Linked DNA regions of Gossypium hirsutum: region 1 is linked to region 2. Evidence: chromatin contacts called from public Hi-C data. All regions are on one chromosome and are shown on one strand. The core of a region is the stretch at or near the end of the contact, and the rest is flanking DNA. Distances in the headings are between cores, read along the strand shown.

Region 1 (4,202 bases), core at 5-2,504, 35 kb before region 2:
CGAAAGATTAGACTTACAACAAAGAAAAAAAGTGTAAAAAAGAGAGAGAAATTGAGAAAAAGAGAGGGATTAGATTCAAGTCAAGGGGTTCGAGGTACTCCGACAACTTTCTTATCGATCCTAACAATCAGGAAGAAGGTATTGGTGAGGAGCAGCACATATCAGAAAATCAAGCCGATCTCATGACAGATGTTGGAGATTCAATCTTGGGTAGTCCAAAAGTTGTGGATTTTTTGAGATGTTTTCGAAAGGAGGTCATGGTAATGGTGAAGGTGTTAGTGGATGAAAGAGAATGGAAAAAAAAGGGTTAAATTAACATAAAAGGAAAAAAAAATTAAATTGCACAAAATAGAAAAAATATAGGGATCAACTATATAATTTAACCTAAAATTTTTGTTTGAAATGATGATTTAACGTGCCATATCAGCTTACCGTTACACCATTGATGGCAATTAACAGTTCAGTGATTAAAATGTTACAACACGATAACACAAATGACTAAAACGTAACATTTCAAACATAAATGAATAAAATGTAATATGAGGTAAACAAAAATGATCATGGGTGTAATTTACCTTTCTTTTAATATCCCAATCTATAGAAAGCCTATTGTTAGCTCCTCCAATCCTACCTATTGTTTTCCCTAGTAATCTTATTTTCACTATTTTGTTTTTTACTCTTTACAATATCCTCTATTTTTTGCAACCCTTGAAATAATCTTTTGATTCTTTCTTTCCAAATCCCAAGCAAATTTCAAAATGAGAGTATTAAGAGACTTTCCTTTTCAATCTTTCAAGTGCCCAATGAAGCTCTTAGAGCCACCCCATAACATAACCTCAGAATCTCCTTCCAGACCACCTTTGAAAAATCACAATCAAAGAAAAGGTGATCTCTGCTTTCTTTCTCCCTACCACAGAATACAGTTTCCATCAATATTCATTCCATATGAAATCAATTTCTCCTTTGTCAGCAGCCTATCCAATATGACCATCCACGAACCCAATCTATCCCATAGCACCTTCTCCTTTCTAATTTCTTTCCAATAACTAGAAACAGTAATCCCAGCATCAATTGGTAACTTTAATGCTGTTATAGCAACGCTTCTCATCTTCAATATTTTCCTCCATGTCCAGCTTCCTCCCTTTGTTCCTTGCAACTGCCGAAAGAAACAATCCTTTATAACATAAGCATAAAGCCACGCAATCCATAAAAACCCTTGCTTTGTTAAAATGGCTTTAATATCCTGGATTCCATGACATTAAATCCTTCAGGCTTAAACCCCCCTCTGATTTTTGGAAGCAAATAGAGTCCCAACTAACTCTACCAACCTCCACAGGTTCATCCTTCCCTTTCGAGAAAAATCGTGAACATAATTGATTAATCCTTTGAATAACAGCATTAAGCAAGATAAGCTGTCTACACCACAAATTCTGTAAACTAAAGATCACATATTGGATGACTTGTGCTTTCCCTGCATAAGATAAATGCTTAGCTTCCCAACTATGTAATCTTGCAGCAATCCTATCAATTAACAGGGTGCAATCTCTCACAGTAAGCCTTCTATGACAAGTGGAACTCCAAGGTATCTAACACGCAGTTTGCCTATTTTTATACTTGTAACTGCTTGAATTCCATCCAACTCATCTTTTGAGATCCCCGAGGAAAAAAATTCACTTTTTGTTGGATTAAGCTGCAAACCAGAGAATTCATAGAACCTGTAAATACACTCCAAATCCCCAAAAAAGAATCAAAATCTACCTTGGAAAAGATTAACAAATCATCTGCTAAGCACAGATGAGCTAATTTTATCCTATGACACTGGATGTTATTGAAAAAGTCCATGAGTAGCTGCAGCATCAAGAAGCTTAGAACGAATGTTCATGGATAGCACAAAAAAATAAGGGGATAGTGGATCCCATTGCCTTAACCCTCTAGCACCTTTAAAGTACCCCACTAGTCCCCCATTTCAAGAAATGGAGAACCTAGGTATAGTGATACAGGTTCTAATCCAATTTAAAGTTTGTTTAGGCATCTCCAATGCAACAAGAACTTCAAGAATAAACTCCCATCTTAAGGAGTCGAATGCTTTCAGTAAACCGATTTTGAGGGCACAACGAGGAGAAAGGGATTACTGTGATTTTGTTGTTCATTAATGATGATCTATTTAAGTTACAGACCTAGTCAATCTCTATGATTAGTTGTTGGAGGTGCCTCTTTAGTTTTTGCCTATCTAAATAATTCTAACTAGCTGCTGCTAATGAAAACCGTCTAAAGATGTATTTGCATATGCAGCTAAGGTAGTGCTAATTTTTTCAGGTACACTTATATTTATAACCATGATTTGAACTTCATTGTTTATAGATCAGTATGTCTTCCAGTCTCTGTATGAATTTTACAACTTAATGAGGTGCGCATACATTTCCATCAATTATCATTTTAAGGAAACCAATAATATAGTTACTCTGTTTCATCTATGTTCTTCTTGTTCTTATGCTGCTTCTTTATGTTTGTACTTTATCAGACAGTAGGTAGATTCAGACAGTAGGTAGATAATATGCAAACTCACATTAACATTGGCTCCTGAGTAGAGTAGCTTTGGGAAATCTTTTGATTTTAGCGTAGTCAATGAATGACACCTTTGGAGCGTATATTAAGCAATCAAACCGTCCAGATTTAAGACTCTAGTTTCTTGAAAAATAAAGCACTTCCTGTTCGTTTCCGATAGACAAATTTGGGCAGCTTCATTATAATTTTGTTACAATGAATAAGATGGTAGATGTTGATGAAGGGTTGTTGGACTGTGTCCGTAATTGAGTAATTGTTTGCTTTAGAGGGGAAGACCTGTCAAGCAGTTTTGTTCTTTGAGAAAGACATGTCATGAGGGGTCTATAAGGTTGTTCAAGCGGTACAGTAACAATGTGAAGCCAATAAGTATAAAAATTGCTCTCTTTAACCACGATAATAAAACAGACATAAAAAAAATTAAAAAAAATGTGGAAGCCCGCTGATGTTAAACACTCGTAAAAATGCTTTGTAATCCGTGACCTACCTCATCGTTGGCATTCGATCCCATTGAGCATCTCATGCCTACATCAAACCAAAAAAAGAAGACCAAGATTTGGGACATTTCAGTCAGAAAAGCTTGCTTGCTGCTGGAACTGGCTTATTCATACAACTTTTGGCTCTTCTTTTCTGGATCTCTGAATTATAGTAACTATATGACTTATAAAATGGCAGAAGGTTAGTTGTTAGCATTTGAAATAGTCATAATATTTTTTTTGCCCTCCAACTTTATAGAAAAAATGAATTTAGCCTTTGTTTAATTTTTCATCTCTTTTAATACTTAAACTTGTGTTTTTGTCAAATCACCCTAAAATAAATGAAAAGTTAAATTCTTTTTTTAACTTTACTGATGTGTCATACACTTGAATTGTCACATAAATGACATGTAAGTATTTAATATTTTTTTAAAAATAATAAAAAATTATAATTTTTTTAATAATTTTAATGATTTTTAATTTTAAAAAAATATTTTTTTTCATTTTTAAAATTTTAAAAAACTATCTAAATGCTTATGTGTAATCATATAACAATGACGTGTATGCAATGCCAATAAAATACAATAAAAATGTTAATTTTTCCATTTATTATGAATAATTTGACATAAAACCTAAATTTAATGACTAAAAAATAAAAAAATAATAAATGGATGGTTAAAATAATTTTTTTACATGAATAATATTTCATACTATCAATACCATTACCCATAAAGATGCTGGAAAGCTTCTTGCACAATTTCTTGGTCAGTATTCATTAGGGAGTTGGGTTGAAAGTTGTCCATTTCTTTCTAATCTTTGCTTACCCATATGTTATTTCCTCCATTAACCTTCGTAATTTCAACGTTAAAAACACATTGTTCAAACTCTGTGGTGACAACCTCGTTGAAAGATATTTCTATAGCCCCACTAGCTCATCAATTGCTGGAGATTCTTGATGCAAAGATTGTATTGCTCAAAAACATCCAAGTTCCAACCCATTTAAATTTGGAGACTGAAAAAATAGCTGTAAATCAAATTCATCTACCATTAATGAAAATCCAAAAAAAAAAAGCGATAAATTGAGGTCAATAAACTTTCTCAGTACACTTTATCTTAAGATCCTTCAAAATCATGACATCAAATCAAATTATAAACAATCAATTA
Region 2 (4,253 bases), core at 131-2,630:
TTAGTAACTAAACTTAAATTTTTAAATAAAAAGATAAAAAGACTTAATATTTAAATTTTTAAGTATAAGGATTAAATTCAAATTCTATCAAAGTATAAGAATTAACAACATATTTTAACCTTCATTAAATTGTCTTTACCAAAGGTGGGTATAATTCACCTTTTCAATAGTGTTTTTGGTCAATATTAATAGTTAAATCTTTTAGCAGCTAATATGATATATAAAATAAATAATGTCATATTAATAAATAATATATATATAGACTATCAAGTGATATTACCTTTGACACTATTAATTTTTCCATCCAATTTTAAATAATTTAACAATAAATAATAGTTTAAGAGTTAAATAAAGCACAAAAAAATAAAAAAAAAGGCTAAAATATTTTTTTAGAGTTTAAGAGCAAAAATATTATTTTGTATTTTTATTTAATGGGTCTAAAAAGTTTTTAGTGAAAAATTTAAAAATTAATTAAATTCTTCAACTTAATTTGCATTCAATTAAACCCTTCAATTAAGTTTTCCGTTAAGAGAAATCAACATGAACTAATTTGATAGTTAGATTAGAATAAAATGGTTAACAAATCCCTATAAGGACAACATGTTTGCAAATATAAAAAATTATAAATATAATAAAAAGTTAGGAAAATGATACTAAATTATAAAAAAATTAAATATATAAAGTCATAAAATATAAAATTACAAATATAAGGTAGACAGTGAAAACAACAGTGGGATTGGAGATGTCAAATAAATAAGACATGTGGAGTGCAATTGCAACTAGTGGTTCACACATTTGAGATGGAAGAAATGGTTGTAATCAGGCAAAAGTGTAAGGTTATCATTACTTTTGTAATTAGCTAAGCACACGACACGATCTTTCTTCGAGAGTGTGTACATCAACTTTGGGTAACTTTTTATGGTTTCCTCATCGAGTCTTGACGGCGACAAAGATTATGGAATCAATTGTGGTGGTGATAAGCAAGAGGATCCCGATGAAAACTTCAAACCCATATCCAAATCGACCTACATTGCTGGAGGCGAGAGACTAACGCACTGCTCATTTTGTGGCTGGCATCGGTAATGGGTTGGCAAAAGAAATGGGTTATTTGGATGGTTTCAAGGTTTAAGAAAGTCAATGAAAATGATGAAATTTTTGAGTGATAATTTATGTTCAGATGCCATGTGTTATCTTTTTAAAGGTTCTGTTAATCACACCAACATAATTTAATGGTTAAAATAGTCGATAATAATTATTGACGAGGGCTTTAATTAAATTTTTTAATTAAATTTAGTTTTTTATTTTTTAGTAAGATTTTTTTGTAAAAATAAATTAGTGCGACTTTATAAAAGTAATAATTTTTGAAAATATGGTGAAGAAGGGTTAGAGAATATATGGGTGGGGAAGAATCTTTACATATGAAATATGCTTTAGTTTTAATATATTAATAAATAAATATTAGTGAATGGAAATGGATCTAAGCTTGTGAATTGTGATGAATGAGCGTCATTTTCTCACCGTGCACATGTGTCTTTCTTCAATCTCGGCGTGCACTCAAAAACATACACACAAATTTAATCAATCCTATCCTCCATTTTTCTTTTTCTCCTTCCTCTTTTTGGTTTAAATCGAAACCCCAGACCCGAAATCAAAACCCCCCCTTTCTCCTCCCTCCCCCTAATCTCTCACCCCCTCCCCTCTCTCTCTCAGAGAGATTTTTCTTCGTTTCCTTCTGTATCTCTAGGGTTTTAATTTCTTCTTCATCTTATCGTTCTGTTTTATCTGCTATATCTAGCTAGGGTTTCTTTTTTCTTTTTTTGTTACGTCGGTTTTTGTAAATATGGATCGATCCGATGGCAAACTTCACAACAACTTCTCCTCCTTATCTTCCTCAGGTTTCTTTCCTCAATTCCTTCTTTTCTTTTTCGATTTTCCCCCGTTACTTAATTAGTTTGATTTTATGATGCGAAAAGATGATGAATTTTGCTTTGAAAGTTCGGATCTTTATTTTTTTCCTTCTTGGGTACCAAACGGGTCTTTACTGTTAACCCCCACTAACTTTATTGTATTCGCTTGATTACGTGTTTATCTTAAACAAAACAAAGGTTTTTTTTTATGTTTCTTGCAGTTGATGGTTATTAAGCTATATTATGCTGGTTGATCGCGTATACGCTACTGTTTAATTGCTGAATTAGTTAGTGGTTTTGCAGATAATGCGCTTTTTGATGCATCCCAGTATGAATTTTTTGGTCAAAATGCTATGGAAGAAGTGGAGTTGGGGGGTCTAGAAGACGATGAACAGGATGCTCCTGTGTTTGCTTCCCCTGAAGATGATGAGTACCATTTGTTTGATAAGGGAGAGGTGAGATTTTGTTCATTCGGTTATCATTGAGCGGCCAACTCTGGTTTCTTTTCTATTGCTTTTCAGCTCCTGCTATTTTTTCATTCCCATGATATCAATTATGACTCTAAACAATAATTTGCATTAGAGTTCTTTATTTGAGCCAAAGTTGTTTCATAACTTAATATGTTTTGAACTTACATTTTGCTCTGTACCTTTTAATCTCAGTTTTACACACTCCACCAGTTAGCAATAAAAAGTTCTATTCTGTGTTCATTTTGGAAATTAGATTTTTATTAAGCAGATTATATCTGTCAAGTTCAAAATTTGAAATTGCTACTTATTTAAGGTAGTCAGACAATAATTGCGTTTCAAGGTTTTCTCATTGGCATGTATTTTAAATTTTGTTGCCCAGGTGAAATGAGTTTTGCATTTGTAAACTAGTTACTTTATCTATCTAATTGAACTCTCTCTTCCTGATATGTGATCATTTAATGGCGTTAACATGCATGGAACATATTACTACAAATATATGCTTGTAAACACACTATGGTTTTCTTGAATTTTTAAATAATGAATTGGATAAAAAAATAGTTGCTTAATTGTTGACAATGGATATGTGAAAGTAAAAAGATGTACTCAGAAAAAAAAGCTTTAACAGAACATGTGATTCCTATATTTGTATTGTCATGCATCAAGTGCAACAGCTACTATATTAGTTTTTGGTTGCATTTCTTTCATCTTGCAAGGATTTTATGTCATTGTTATCCACACTCTTGTACATTGATCTTATTTTTGCCTTATTTCTAATTTTTAGTTGTTGGTATTGCCGTTCATCCCTTCAGCTATATTCAGTATATATTCAGTAAACGATAACTAGGCTGAACTCAAAATCTTGGTTTCAACTTTCTCTACTTTGGATTTTGAAACATGACTATTTCTGTTCTGATTTCTGTGTTATTCATTTGCAGGTTGTAGGTTTAGGCTCTTTATCTGATGTGGATGATCTAGCTACTACTTTTGCAAAGGTTGGTTATTTATGTATTTATAAATGTTTGTGGTGGGATGATTTCTGTAGTTGATGTTCTAGCTAACTCTTGTTTATAAGATTTGGTATACTTGTTTCTTGAATTTCTGGTTATCTTTATTTTATATTGATCTTTGTGCTGAAAAACTGGGATTTTTGTTTTTTATGTTCCATTGATGTTTGTTATATTTGAAGGTTGTTTATCATGCAACACGGACTTGATTTTGTATTCTATACTGAAGTTTGTCTTATAGGTTATGGTTTACCTTTTGGTTGACAATGTCAATTACGGCTAATTTTGGATCCATGTCTTGATTTTTTTGCATTATGAAATGATCAATTGCTAACTCTAGATAAACTAAGATCTTATCAAGTATAGCTTGTGATCTGGACTATTACCAGTCATGGCACAAAGATTTAGACATGGAAAAAACTAAAAGAAGATTATTTTATGTGTAGTTTTCTTTTAATGGGAATGATTTTGACATGTTAATAATTCAAAACTAATGATAATCCACAGTTTTAGGCATTAAAAAAATGTAAAAGAATATTCTTTGATGTGGTTTAGTTGGGATGATCTCATAATCAATGGACTGTTTCTGATATATTCATTGTATTTGAAAGAAATTATTTAATAAGCTTCTGTTATTTCTGTCTACAAATGTTTCACGTCATAAAATTACTTTTTAGATAGTAATGACTTTTGTTAGAAAAATGTGGAAAGAAGATGAACCGGATTTTTTTATCACTTCACATTTGGCACTCATAGTTGGGCTGTATAGTATCAAGCTTGCCTTGCAAAGCTATTTCCTTATCCTCATGTTGTTCTCAACGTTGAGAAGGGGTTTCGTAATTTCTTGTCCCTGTATTCCAGCATGTGCTGGT

The links. Hi-C and Micro-C count contacts between places; a contact is called where the count stands out from the background.
Region 1: a contact with region 2 is called in a Hi-C map of callus, with 1.6 times the contacts expected there. The contact joins the enhancer-like site here to the promoter of LOC107923959 in region 2. A contact is called at or near these places in 5 of 34 Hi-C or Micro-C datasets (anther, callus, fibers and 2 more).

What each region holds. Positions count from the first base shown.
Region 1 is chrA11:20,652,758-20,656,959 of Gossypium_hirsutum_v2.1, reverse strand. No RefSeq gene overlaps it. Among protein-coding and RNA genes, the nearest start is that of LOC107923437, 15 kb to the right of the region's middle. Within about 2 kb of position 1,254, at least 5 of the 9 cell types and tissues checked have an H3K27ac peak or open chromatin away from gene starts, as enhancers often do. A contact at or near this core is called in fibers, where this site is marked.
Region 2 is chrA11:20,617,445-20,621,697 of Gossypium_hirsutum_v2.1, reverse strand. LOC107923959 (protein PAT1 homolog 1) reads left to right here and starts at 1,380. Exons shown (of 5, transcript XM_041081321.1): 1 at 1,380-1,895; 2 at 2,211-2,362; 3 at 3,313-3,369. The coding sequence starts at 1,841.